Regions from separate parts of the Sus scrofa genome. Here all the other regions are linked to region 1. A link is a contact called in public Hi-C and HiChIP or PLAC-seq data. All regions are on one chromosome and are shown on one strand. The core of a region is the stretch at or near the end of the contact, and the rest is flanking DNA. Distances in the headings are between cores, read along the strand shown. Region 1 holds the start of TMED9 (transmembrane emp24 domain-containing protein 9). Region 2 holds the start of GRK6 (G protein-coupled receptor kinase 6). Region 3 holds the start of HNRNPAB (heterogeneous nuclear ribonucleoprotein A/B).

What was found. A called contact is a pair of places that touch in the nucleus more often than the background predicts. HiChIP or PLAC-seq counts read pairs in DNA pulled down with a chosen protein or histone mark.
Region 2: an H3K27ac HiChIP or PLAC-seq map of alveolar macrophages shows a contact between it and region 1. The contact joins the promoter of GRK6 here to the promoter of TMED9 in region 1. A contact is called at or near these places in 1 of 5 promoter capture datasets (fetal skeletal muscle) and 1 of 2 datasets of contacts at active chromatin or transcription factors (alveolar macrophages).
Region 3: a contact with region 1 is called in a Hi-C map of alveolar macrophages, with 1.6 times the contacts expected there. The contact joins the promoter of HNRNPAB here to the promoter of TMED9 in region 1. A contact is called at or near these places in 7 of 47 Hi-C or Micro-C datasets (alveolar macrophages, embryonic fibroblasts, epiblast stem cells and 4 more).

What each region holds. Positions count from the first base shown.
Region 1 is chr2:80,366,496-80,371,134 of Sscrofa11.1, reverse strand. TMED9 (transmembrane emp24 domain-containing protein 9) reads left to right here and starts at 2,701. Exons shown (of 5, transcript XM_003123674.4): 1 at 2,701-2,919; 2 at 3,085-3,185; 3 at 3,906-4,031; 4 at 4,389-4,535. The coding sequence starts at 2,736.
Region 2 is chr2:80,525,355-80,529,611 of Sscrofa11.1, reverse strand. GRK6 (G protein-coupled receptor kinase 6) reads left to right here and starts at 2,404. Exons shown (of 17, transcript XR_002341730.1): 1 at 2,404-2,615. It also overlaps a transcript of F12 not described here.
Region 3 is chr2:80,191,987-80,196,615 of Sscrofa11.1, reverse strand. HNRNPAB (heterogeneous nuclear ribonucleoprotein A/B) reads left to right here and starts at 2,690. Exons shown (of 7, transcript NM_001112695.1): 1 at 2,690-2,700; 2 at 2,794-3,060; 3 at 3,808-3,976. The coding sequence starts at 2,816.

The DNA.
Region 1 (4,639 bases), core at 1,452-3,951:
TATATATATATCAGGGATAAATTCCTGTGCCCCAAATAGCACACACATACAAATAAATACATTGTATATTCATACTTACACATTCATATTCTCCTTCTGCTGCCTTCTGTATTTTCCTCATGTTGTTTAATCCCTCATGAACTTTCTTTTCCTGTTGCTGTTCAGACTGCCATCTCTGAGTGTCCTTTAAGCTTTGGCCCTGGATTTAGGAAAACTATTTGGGATAGGGAGCCCATCTGCTGCTTTGACTGTGTCCAATGCTCATTTGGGAGCTTTCCAACAAGATGGGAAAGGAAGGGTCTGGAGAGAAACTGTTCTCTTTCTCTCCACAGCCACAGAAACAGAATGCACCAAGAATTGTCTACATCTCGCCACTCCAGCTCTCAATGTAGAGACCCTGACTTAAAGAACTCAGGGGTGGTGTTCCTGTTGTGGTCAAGCAGAAACAAATCCAACTAGTATCCACGAGGATGTAGGTTCGATCCCTGGCCTTGCTCAGTGGGTTAAGGATCCAGCGTTGCCATGAGCTGTAGTGTAAGTTGCAGACAAAACTCGGATCCAGCGTTGCTGTGGCTTGAGGCATAGGCCAGCAGCTACAGCTCTGATTGGATCCCTACCTTGGGAACCAACATATGATGCTGGTGTGGCCCTAAAAAGAAAAAAGACAAAAAAAAAAAAAAAAAAACCAAAAAACAAAAAACCCAAAAACCCTGCATCCTCACGGAGACTACACCAGATTCTTAACCTGCTGAGCCACAGTGTGAACACCAATAATGAGTCTTTTCTCTTTTCTTCTTAATCCATTTAGCTAAAGATGCATTAATTTGGTTGATCTTTTCAAAGAACCAACTTTTGGTTTCATTGATTTTCTCTATTATTTTTCTATTCCTTAACTTATATACCTCTGCTCTAATCTTTATTATTTCTTTCCTTCTGCTAGCTTTGGGTTTAGTTTGTTTTTCTTTTTCTAATTAAGCTGTAAAATGAGCTTGTTGATTTGAGATCTTTCTTATTTATCGATAAGCATTTATAGCTGTAAAATTTCCCCTTAGCCCTGCTTTCTGTGTCCCATAAATCTGGGTGCATTGTGTTTTGTTATCAGTCATCTCTGAGTATATTCTTAGAAATACCTTGTGATTTCTCCTTGATCCATTGATTGTTTGAGAATGTTGTTTAAAAGAAAAAAAAGTTTGTAATTACAATCATGCAGTCCCTTTTGCTAGACTGTAAGTGCCATGTGGCCAGAGAATGCGTCTGCTTTTGACTCACCAACATATACCTAACACCAAGCATAGGACTTGGCATAAAATATGTGCACAAGTCACAATGATTAAATAAAAAAGTAGTAGCTCTAAACACTCACAAAAAAATGCTGATTCCCACAAATTTGTGAATTTTCCAGTTTTCCTTCTATTGATTTTTAGCTTCATTCTGTTGTTATCAGAGGAGATATTTTGTATGCTATCTTTTAAAATCTAGTAGCTTTAATCTTACTATATGCCTAATATTTTATTTTATAGTAAGGTTTAATCTAAAATATTAGGCATATAGTAAGGTTAAAGGCATTCTGCACTTGGGAAGAATGTGTATTCTGTTGTTGTTAGAATGTTTTAAATATGTCTGTTAGATCTGGTTGGCTTATTGGGTTGTTCAAGCCATCTGTTTCCTTACTTTTTTTTCCTTACTTTTTTTTTTTGTCTATTTTTTTATCCCTTGTTGTAGAAGTTTATTTTTCTCTTCAATTCTGTCAATTTTATTTTACTTTAATTTTTTTTGAGGGGGGTGGGGGCGTACCTGCAGCATATGTAAGTTCCCATGCTAAGAGTTGAATCCGAGCTGCAGTTGCCAGCCTACTCCATAGCCACAGAAATGTCAGATCTGAGCCATGTCTGTGACCTACACTGGGGCTCATGGCAACGCAGGATACTTAACCCACTGAGCAAGGCCAGGGATCATCCTCACGGATACTAGCCGGGTTTGTTACTGATGAGCCACAGTAGGAAATCCTTTTTTTTTTTTTTTTTAAACAGTTTAATATGTGGCTTATGGAAGTTCCTGGGTTAGAGGTCAAATCCGGGCTGCAGCTCCAGGCCTACACCACAGTCAGCAGCACCTGATCTGAGCCGCATCTATGACCTATGCTGCAGCTTGCAGCAACGCTGGATATTTAATCCACTGGATGAGGCCAGGGATTGAACCCACATCCTCACAGAGATCCACTGAGCCACAACAGGAATTCCTATTTATACTTAATAAATTACATTTAAAATAATTACTTACACAAAAGGACTTCTGTCATTTTGCTATTTTTTTTCTATTTCCCTTATAATTTTTTGTCCCTCGTTTCCTGAATTTACTGTCTTTTGCATTACTTCCTGGAGGGAAATGTTTGTATTGTTTCCTTTTGTGTATATTCCTCCCTGCTCCTAATTCGCTCCGTTGACTCAAACTTCGTTAGTTTCATCATCGGTTAAAAAAATAATAATAATAATCATCATCACCAGTAGCCGGGCTGCGACAAGGGTCAGCAGAAAAAAAATTTCAATTCTGCAGCCCCAGCTTACTCCTTTGTAAAAGCTGCGCCCCAATCATGCTCTGCCGCGCCGTGGCCTCGGGGCATCTCGGGACTTGTAGTCCACCCTTCGGAACTCGCTGTTCCGGCAGGCCCCGCGGCGGCAGCGGCGGCAGGGCTACGTGGCGCGGCCCGCTGCGACTGCGCGGGCAGGTGGGGCAAGATGGCTGCGGAGCAGTGCGTGTGGGTTGTCGGGCCCTGTCCCGGAGCCCGGCTGGGTAGGGTCGTCCGGGCCCTCCTGCTGCTGCTGTGCTTTGCGGCCCGAGGAGGTGCACTCTACTTCCACATTGGGGAGACGGAAAAGAAGTGCTTTATTGAGGAGATTCCGGACGAGACCATGGTTATAGGTGCGGGGGAAGGGAGAGAGTTTTCAACAAGACCGCGGTCTTGGGGCGGGTTGTGTGGGAAAGTCACCTCAGTGCCGGGAGCTCCCGGCATCGTCGTGCCCTGGTGGGAGCGGTCCCGACAGCACCTAGCGCTCCTCTGACTGGTCTTGGCCTGCTTTCTTCCAGGAAACTACCGGACTCAGCTGTATGACAAGCAGCGGGAGGAGTACCAGCCGGCCACCCCCGGGCTTGGCATGTTCGTGGAGGTGAAGGACCCAGAAGACAAGGTGAGCTGGCCCCTTAGCCCCGCCGAGCCCTCCACCCTGCACTTGAGCGCAGGCGCTGGTACTTCCTCTCTTGGTTTCCGGATCTGCTAAACTGGTAAAAACAGTTGGTGTTGCGGGAAGATCCTGGGTTTTCACTTGAGAGCAAGCTTGGGCTGCTGTAGTGCTAGCTACTTCTCTCAACTACTTAGTGACCCATGTATGACTCCGCCAAGTTAGTTATCTTCCCCGAGCCATTCTGGTCTGTGAAATGGAAATCCGTGTACTTTATAGATGTGTTGGGTGGATTAATTGTGGTTCTGGAAAGAGTTTTGTCAACTCTAAAGCTAGGGCATATAAACTTTTGGATTTCACAGAAATCCAAAAAGTTTCACACAGCGTTCCAAAAAGAATGAGCAGCTATTAATTTGACAAATAAGGATTAAAAAAAAAAGTTCAGATGTCACTTTTCACTTAAAAAAGTCACACCAAAAGAGTTGAAAGAGTATGAGCTATGAATAAGGGAAAGCCCTTTCCAAGAGTGATCACATGCCAACTTAATGTCAGATTCCTCACCCCTGCTCCAAATAGTTTGAAGACAAGTTTTTGGCAACTGCTGCTAAGCAGCTTTGGACCTTTCAGTATTGTGGGATGCCTGAGGCTCTAGCTGTCAACTTTTGAGGCACTTAAGCACTGTTCAGCCTCATCCTTACCGTAATACTCACTGAAGCCCCTTCTCTCCAGGTCATTCTGGCCCGGCAGTATGGTTCTGAAGGCAGGTTCACCTTCACCTCCCATACGCCTGGTGAGCACCAGATCTGTCTTCACTCCAATTCCACAAAGTTCTCCCTTTTTGCTGGAGGCATGCTGGTAAGTGGACCCACGTGGGACTTATAGCTTTTAGCCTCTATCCCTTGGTGGGAACTAGGGACCAGTGGTACAGGGGGTGTGAGATGACTGTGTCAGGTTTTGTGTCTCCTAATAAGACTGGGTTTCCAGTGAATATTCAGGGAATGGTCACAGAGCTTTTCACATATACTTTGGTCAAAGCATCAGCCAAAGCTTATTTTTGCCTGTGGGCTTAAATGGGGCTGGACACTGACAAGGCCTCAGTCAATGTTGGATAAATGAACAAATGAAGAAAAGTGGGAGGACCAGCTGTTAGGCCCTGACAGGAAGACAGAGCAGGGCTACCTGATACTCCTTATCTTCCTTGTCTGTCTCTAGAGAGTTCATCTGGACATCCAGGTGGGTGAACATGCCAACGACTATGCAGAAATTGCTGCCAAAGACAAGTTGAGTGAGTTGCAACTGCGAGTGCGACAGCTAGTGGAGCAAGTGGAGCAGATCCAGAAAGAACAGAACTACCAGCGGGTGAGTGGTTAGCCCAGGAGCAGTGGGCTTCTCCCCAGAAGCTGCCTACTGGACTAGCCTGGCGTTGCATGTCAAAATCATCATGAACCCAAAGGACTTATATG
Region 2 (4,257 bases), core at 1,155-3,654, 160 kb before region 1:
CGCTTGCTGAATCCCCTGGCCCCAGAAAGGACCTGGCTTGACCACCTCCCCTTCTTCTTCCACTGCCACCTTAATGAACCCTAAATGGGCCTCTGATGCTTCTATGTTAATCACTTGCTTTGGATTTCAAAGACCTGCTTGCAGGCATTGAAAACATGTTCCAGCTACCAGGGACCTTGGAGAATAAGTTCTGCCTCCTCTCTGATTTCCCTAGTGGAAACCAGGGCATGCCTCTGCATTTTATAGGTTTCCTCCCAAAGGGGAGGGGTGCTTAGAAGCTGGGCACCAAAGCAATAGGTGTTTATAAGTCAGCCCAAGCCCCTCTCTCCCAACCCTTCACCCTCACTCCAGCACATCCTCCACAGTGTGGCACAGAATAAGCAAATCTGATGAAGTTAGTCCCTAGTTTAACACACCCTGGACAGCTCCTCACTACCCTCAAAATGAAGTCCAACCTCCTCCTTACCTAGCTTCCAAGGACCTTCCTCATCCAGGCCTCTTCAAGGCCTGAGCCTCATTTCTTGTCCCTCAAGTGCATTCCACCTTGCACCTGAAACTCTACTTCAGTGCTCTGACCAAATGCTTGAGCCCTTACTAACTTCCTCTACAGAATTTTGAATATGAACTTGCATCCAGTGGCTCTTTCCTGCTCCACTCATGTTACCTCTGAAACCTATACATTCTCACTCAACACTTAGATCTCACTTGGACACAGCAGGCTTCACTGGGTGAAGTACCTGCCCTTTGTCCTGCTGGCCACTGGATTTCCCTTTTTCAAGGTACTTATCTTTATTTCCCAAAGTATCCTAAATCCATGCACTTTCTCCATCTCCACTGCCACCTTCTTCCAAGCCGCCGCACTCTGTCTTCTCCCAACTGCTCCCTGTGCTTCCACTCCTGGCCCCTCTAAAAGTCCATTAGCTAGAGTGATCTTTTTAAAGTATAAATCATCCTAAGGCTCCCCATTTTATTTAGGGAAAACAACAAACTCCTCATCATTGATCTACAAAGCCTTCCAGGATCTACCTAGAATCCTTGCTCCTTCATCTCATCTCAGACTATTGGGCCTTGAAACTATACAGGCCTTCTTCCTGTTCCTTGAACATACCAAACTTACTCTAGGCTCAGGGTTTTGCACTTGCTGTTGCCTGTGCTTAAAACTGTTCCCCTAGATTTTTGCGTGGTTGAATCAATTCAAATGTCAACCTGAGATCATTTCTCCTCACTATTTTGTCTTGATGTCTTATTAGCACTTACCACTCCCTCAGACCATCCCACTTATTTGTTTATTTATAGGATTATCATCTTTATCCCTCTCCTAGAAGGTAGGCAGAGAGACTGGCTATCTTACTGGCACTACTGTATTCCCCAGCACCTGGCTCAGGGCCTGGCACAAGGTGCTGTTCTCTGTATTTTTGGATGATGAATGGATAGGGATCTGAGAAGCCTAGTTGAAGCTGGCTCTGCCTTACTAGCAAGTTTGGGCAAGCCTCCATTTCCTGGTGTGTGAAGTGAGGGTGGAGGGAGTAGGATGTTGAGTTAGAAGGTGTTGATCAGCTGTAAAATTTCGGCCTTATTTTCTCCCAACTTTTCTGCCTAGAGCCAGCCACTAGACCTCAGCTCCCCACCTGTACAATGGGTGTGAGCTCGTCCCTACGTCTTGGGGTGGTAGAGCTGCCTTATAAGGCAGCAGAGGCCGAGGGAGGGCGAGGCCCTGTGGGTGGAGAGAAATCACAACATCCGGCTGTGGGGGTAGGGCGGGGGCGCCCGCGGTGGCCCGGACGGAGGCCGAGGAGCAGCTAGGGAGGCCCCCAGCCTTCTCTGGGCCTCTCCCCGCTTCCGATGTGCGCCCTTCAAGATGGGCCGACCCAAAAGTATACGGCCGGATACACGGCCCGAACCTGCAGGAGGCCGGCCGGGAGGAGGCCCAGAACACTAAATGCATCCCCTAAAAACCCTGGAAAAGCCAAGGCGAGTCAAAGGGACCCGGGCCACACCCACAGCTAATAGCCCAATCAGAGTGCAGTGCTAAGGCTGACCGACGCTTCCTTCATCCAATCAAGTACAAGAATTCCAGGGCGTGACCCAGAGGACCCACCTCCGTTGTCCCAGCAGAGGGCTCGTCCCTAATTGGCAGTTCGGTATCCTACGAAGGCCCAGAAATTCGAACATAGAGGCTGAACCCCATCGTAGACCAACTAGGAAGATGTGACGTATTAAGTCCCGCCCCCCTGTTCCTTTGAACGAATCCCTGTCTCTGGGGGCGGGGGATGATGAAGAAGTTGTCTAATGGGAAGACGGCGCGGGGAGCACCCGCCCGGTTATTGGCCAAGTAAAGTAAACAGTGGGCGGGCCGGGGCGGGCCTGGCCGGCGCCGGGGTGGCCCCCGGGAGGGGGCGGAGAGTGAGCGGCGGGCGGCGGCGGCCGGGGAGGCCCGGGAGGCCGCGGCGCGGTCACTGCGAGCCGAGCCGAGCCGCGCCGCGCCGATCGTCATCCGGCCCCGGCTCCCTCGCGCGATCCCGGCCGGCGGCGCGGCCCGGCGGGCCCGGCGGCGCCGCAGCCCATGGAGCTCGAGAACATTGTAGCGAACACGGTGCTACTCAAGGCCCGGGAAGGTGAGGCGATCGGGTGCGGAGAACGCGGTCGCGCGGCCTCCGAGTTCCGCTGGGCGCCCTAGTCGCCCGATCCCCTAGGGCAGCTCTCTCCGCGCCCAGCATTTCGCTCAGACAGGGGCCCTTCCGGCCCATGGTCCTTCTCCGCACCTGCCCCCAGGGAGCCGGAGCCCAGGAAAGGGCGGGGGTCAGGCCGCCGCCCTCACGGCGCGCGCGCGTGCGCGCGTTTGTGTGTGTGTGTGTGTGTGTGTGTGTGTGCGTGCGTGTGTGTATGAGGGGGTGAGGGAAGGAGAGAGGAAGGAAGAGGGAAGGGTGGGACCTCAGTCCTGGAAGCCTCTCCCAGGTGAGAGAGGTAAGAAGATGCCCCAGGAAGGGGCAGCCTTCCCCACGTGCCCCGGGCCCAAACTCCGGCGCCCAGCCTGGATCGGCACAAAGTTAGTGCACGGGTAAAAGGTTTGGAGAATGAATTAACTAAGACTCTGCAGTAGCATAGCCCACCCGAGGCGGGGAAAGCTGGTCACATAGACTACCAGCAAGACGTCCTCTTGCTCAGTGCCTCAGGACACTGGGGACAGAGGGGAATGGGTCACTGTTTTTGCCTTCAGGAAGCCCAGACTAGTGGGGCAGAGGGGCACAGAAATAACTGGAAGCTGAGCTCTGAAGGAAGGGAGCATGCTGGGCTGGTGGGACTGAGTGCAAGGCCTGGCACAGGGAGCTGGCGGGGTGAACCTAGTGTTGCTGAGCTTTTCAGATGTTACCAGGCACCTGCTCTATGAGGATCCTGGGGACACAGAAGGACCAGACTGGCCCCCATTGCCTTGTGGTCAGTCTGCTCCTCACCTGCCATTGACCACCTCAGTAATGTAATCACTGAACACCTACTCTATGTCCTGTCCTATCCAGGGTGCTGGGGACCAGCAGAGAAGACACTTCTTTTCGGAACTCTAGGGCAGGGAGGTCAGGGCAGTTTTTCTACTCTTTGATGGGCTTCCAGGCTGAAAGAGCCATCTGCTTCACCTTTCTGATCTATTTTACAAGTGGGAAACCCAGGCTCGGCTCAGGGACTAGCCCCCAGGATGCAATGAGACGGGTTGACCCAGGCCTACGACATAGGATGTCCCCAGCACAGTCTGTAGGAAAACCAGAGGAACCCCCAACTGGCACAGCATCTGGTGCCCCCTGCCTGCCCATTGCAGGTTGACCCTGGGGAGGTGCTGCCTGGAAATGGGCACAGCAGGCTGGGTCCTCAGTGCCCAGAGCCTTCCTTATCTCCTGTCCTTTATCGAGTCCTGGGGCTAGGCCTTCCTCCCAGCCTCTGGGGGCATCTGCCGATTCTGTTCTGCCTCGTCATCCAGCCAGCCAGGGAGGAGGGGTGGGGAAAGCCTGGCCAGACCTCCCTCCCCAGGGCTGTAGTCAGTTCAGTCCTACTGAGAGCAGTGCTTTGCCTGGCCAGAGAGTGTGGGCACTTTCTGACAGGCCATGGGTGATGCACAGTGGGTTATGGCCAGACTGGGACCCGTGTCTTGGCTGGAATATCTGAACTGGCTCTGCCCCTCCCACCTGGGTAGCTGTAAACAAGTCTCTTCTCTCTGAACTTCAGTAACTCTTTTTGTGAAAGAGTTGGGAATGGGAACTGAAAACTAAA
Region 3 (4,629 bases), core at 1,441-3,940, 170 kb after region 1:
AGCCATTGCTTCATTTGCACCTCAGAATCATTTAATCTGATATGAGATCTAATTTATTTATTTATTTGTCTTTTTGCCATTTCTTGGGCCGCTCCTGCGGCATATGGAGGTTCCCAGGCTAGGGTCTAATTGGAGCTGTAGCTGCCAGCCTACACCAGAGCCACAGCAACGCGGGATCCGAGCCGCGTCTGCAACCTGCTCCACAGCTCTCAGCAACGCTGGATCCTTAACCCACTGAGCAAGGGCAGGGATCGAACCTGCAACCTCATGGTTCCCAGTCAGATTCGTTAACCACTGCGCCACGACGGGAACTCCTGAGATCTAATTTAGATCAAGGAACTCAGAGGCACAGAGCTCTCTTATCCTGTGGTAGTCAGGAGCCTTGGAACCAATGTGGATTTGGAAGTGCTGGTTTAGCTGTGTGATTTTCAGTGTTTTTGTGTAGAAACTATGGATAACTGCATACAAAGTTATTTCGAAGCTCCATTAATGCAGCGTTGGTGAAAACATTTTACAAACTGTGCAGATTTGGCATGTCATTGAAAGCATTCACCAAGTTGTGCTTTAGTTTGTGATAGGAACTTAGTAAATATTTGTCAGTTGGGTTCCCTCCATTGCAAGAGGCAGATGGAGCCCGAAATTCTGATCTGGAAAATGGTTTAGGTTTCCTACACTTCCCTTTGATGATTAAGTTAGTTTTAAGGAATCCATGTGGATAAGAGCAGGAGATTAAGGAGTTCCCTGGTGGCTCAGTGGGTTAAGCATCCAGCCTTGGCACTGCTGTGGCTTGGGTTACTGCTGTGGCACAGGTTTGATTCCTGGCCTAGGAACTTCCCTGTGCCTCACACAGCCAAAGAAATAAATAAAAAGCAGAATAGCCTTAAAAAAAAAAAAAAAAAAAAAAAGCAGGAGATTAAGTGGAAGTATGCCTATTTGACTTTGAACTTAATTGCTTGGATTTTCTTCATTGCTCGGGTGGCTGAGTCCATCATAGCCTGTGATCCAAACCCTGGCCCTTATTTCTGTGGGTGGGCAGAGGCTAGGTGGAGGTGGAGGGGAGGAAAGTTTGTTAGGGACTTCTCTGTAAGCCTTACCACCAGATATCAGTAACATGACCAAGGTTTTATGGAGATATATGAATTAGTTATGAAATTTAGGTGGGCTTTGGGATGAACCAGAGGAATTTGCTTATCTAGGGGTGGGTGCCCCAGTTCTAGGTGGTTGATATCTTGGGGGAAATGCAGTGTTGTGTGGCCAAATCCTCAGATTTTCTGAAAATTATTTTTTCCAAAGATAAAATCATCACATTTTACATTCTCAAGGCAACGCCACGGGCTGGATGGATTGCGGAGTGAGCCTCGGGCCAGGGCTCTGGGTTTGTTATCTCATTTATAAATTTGTAATGGTACCACCTTCCATACGGTTGTTAGGAGGTCAAAAGAGGAAATAAAACGCCCAGCCCACCACACTGGGCCTGGCAGCAGGACTCCAGTGGGAAACGTCAGCTACTAGTGTTCTGCTGTTATTTGGTAATCCCCAGGCTTTAGAGGTTTTAATCCTGGTTTATTTGGGGCCTGTCACCCATTTGATTAAAAGGAATCACGGGATAACGTAGGGCTTTCAAGCCCGGTGGTCAACTAGATCAATATTGAGGGGTTTTGTATATCAGAAAAAAGAACTATTTTTCCCTTCCCTCAAACTTCAAGATTTCACGGAAGCGGTTTACTTTTCTTAAAAATAGATTAGAGCAAAAATAAATGAATTAAATGAAAGATTTTAAGTAATCAAAAGTAAAAATGCGATACTAGTCGTGAAAGTGTTGCCAAGGGGATCCTCGTGGTCCCACGGTTTCTCCCGCCGGGACGTGGGGCGGAGCACTAATGGCTACAGACACCTAGCGGACTCCGCCCCCTCCCGGCTTCTAGCCTCCGGGGGAGGCGGCAGAAAGGGCCAGAGATCGTGGCTTTGAAGGCACCAAGGTCAAGGGAGCGGGCGGGCCCCGTCGCAATTTTTCAGAGCCATGCGGAGGGCCTTGGAGGACCGAATGCGCCTAATCTCGGAAGGCTGGATTCCGCCAATTCCAGCCGGGCAACCTTGGTTTCCGAGGCTTCCTCGAGACCAGTTTCCTCTTTTGGGAAATGGAGTGGCCGAGGCGGCCAACTTTGGGATTGGGTACCGGGGACGAGAGACTACGGCCTCAAAGGGCGGAGCGTCAGTCTCCGACCTCTCCGCCTCCGGGCTCGGGCTGCCCGCCCCTAGAGACAGGGCCGTCCGGCCAGCGGACCCCGAGATCCTTAGCAAGGCCTCGGCTCGCGCGGATTCTAAAATGAGGACAAAGCCCGCCCGAATCTAGCGTGCGCGCGGCGCCGCGGCCAACGGGACGCCGGCGCCGGGCTGAGTGACGAGCCGCCGAAGCCAATGAGCATGCGCCTTGTTGCGAGGTGGCCCCGGCTCCGGCATTATAAAGAGCGCCACGAGTCGGCATTGTCAGGCGGCGGCACCGCGCGGGCCCGGGCGAGATTATCCGTCTGAGGATTCTGTTCGGCGTCTCCGGTAGCCGAGGAGAAGGGCGCGCGATCGCGGAGGCTCCGTCGGTAGACGGGGGAGAGGCCCGGCAGCGCGAGTGTGAGCGCGGCCGAGCCCGCGGCGCCTTCTCGGCGGGTGAGGACAAGCGGGCCCCGCGGCGTCATCGGCGGCGAGGTGAGCGGCCGGGCCTGCGGGCGGCGGGCGGGAGTCCGGGCATGAGCCGTGCGGGCCTGACGCGCTGTGTCTGTATGTGGCCGCTTGTTGCAGGAGCCGCGTGCCTCGGCCTAACATGTCGGAAGCGGGTGAAGAGCAGCCCATGGAGACCACGGGCGCCACCGAGAACGGACACGAGGCCGCCCCCGAAGGCGAGTCGCCGGCCGGGACCGGCACCGGCACCGGCACCGGCACCGGCACCAGCACCAGCAGCGGCGCCGCAGCGGGCTCTGGAGGCGGGACCGCGGCGCCCCCGGCCGGCAACCAGAACGGCGCCGAGGGCGACCAGATCAACGCCAGCAAGAACGAAGAGGACGCGGGGTAGGTGCGGCCACGGGCCGACGGGGGCGCCGCCTTTGTTCCGGGGCCGCCTTTTGTTGGAGCCATGCGGCGGGGGGAGGGGCGGGCGGCCGGGGCCTGCTCGCGGCCCGCAAACCAGCAACTCCGCGCCGCCCGCCGCTGCGCGCGCGGGAGTTTGAGGGAGTTTGTTGGGTCGACTTTGGCGCCGCCCTGGGGCCGCTGGCGCGGGGCCGGGGCCGGGCGGCCCGGAAGGGGAGTGCGCTCGGACCCGGGGCCGGCGGGTCGCGGGCTGCCGGGGCTGCGTGGGCGGAGTTGGCGCGCGCCCTGGCCTCCCTCCTCCGCCTCCTGCCGAGGGCGGAGTCACAGCCTGAACGCGGACTCGGCCCGGAAGCCTTGAGTTCCTTGAGAGCCAGTGCTCGGAGGTGGTGGAGAGTGGCAGGGACTGTAGCGTTTTGATACGTGGTTGTTGGGTTGGGTTCCTTCCAGTTGTGGTGCTCAGGGTCTAGCTCTCTGGTCAGGTTGTGCTTCCTTCCCCCACCAGCCCTGGGGGGTGCGGAGTCGTTAGGGTCAAGATTGGGTTTTGAAGGGTAGCAGAGGTTTATTAACCTCCAGAGGTAGAACCTTTGCGGCCTCTTAGGGGTGGACCTTTGCTCAGGTTGGTGGTTTTATTTATAATTACGTCAGTGAAAGCTTTTCTAGGACCAATTCTTCTAAAATCACAGCTTTCTCATAAGGCTTGTTGCCGTGTGTCTTACCCCACCATTTCAGAAAAATGTTCGTTGGTGGCCTGAGCTGGGATACCAGCAAAAAGGACCTAAAGGATTATTTTACCAAATTTGGAGAGGTCGTTGACTGTACAATAAAAATGGATCCCAACACTGGCCGGTCAAGAGGGTTTGGGTTTATCCTCTTCAAAGATGCAGCCAGTGTGGAGAAGGTAAGTTGGGTATTGTATAATCAGGAGTCTCAGTGTATTCTAAGATTATGCCACCATTCTTAGTCTATGACTGGTTTATGTGTTCTGCACATGGTTGAATGCTTGGGGAAAAGGAAGTTTGGAAATTTATGAGTTTGTTATTTGAAGGGGTTAAAAGTAGAGATTAAGCAGAGGAGGGAGTATGGGCTAGAGTGGTCCAGGATGGTTATAGCGGACCATTTCTTATTTTGTGGCTATTCTGGACCCTGCAAATACTTCATTGTGAGGACTAGAAGAGAGTCCACAGTTGCTAGGAGATAGGCATTATTTTAGTCCCATTAAAAGACAAATCTAAATCTCAAGAAGTTTTAGGTAGAAGAGATCACAAAGCTTATTAACAAGAGTGTGAGGATTCTAGCTCTGGCAGCCCAGCTCCGGCATATGGAAGTTCCCAGGCTAGGGGTTGAATTGTAGCCAGCAGCCACAGCAGCGCTGGATCCCCAGCCCACTGAGCGAGGCTAGGCATCAAACCTGCATTCTCATACAATACTAGTCGGGTTTGTCTATTGCTGAGCTATAACAGGAACTCCAGCCTCTGTTTTTTAAAAATGACTGCTGCTTTGCTTCTGGAGGAGGTATGCCTATAACTGGGACTTCCTGGGCAGGAAAGAGGG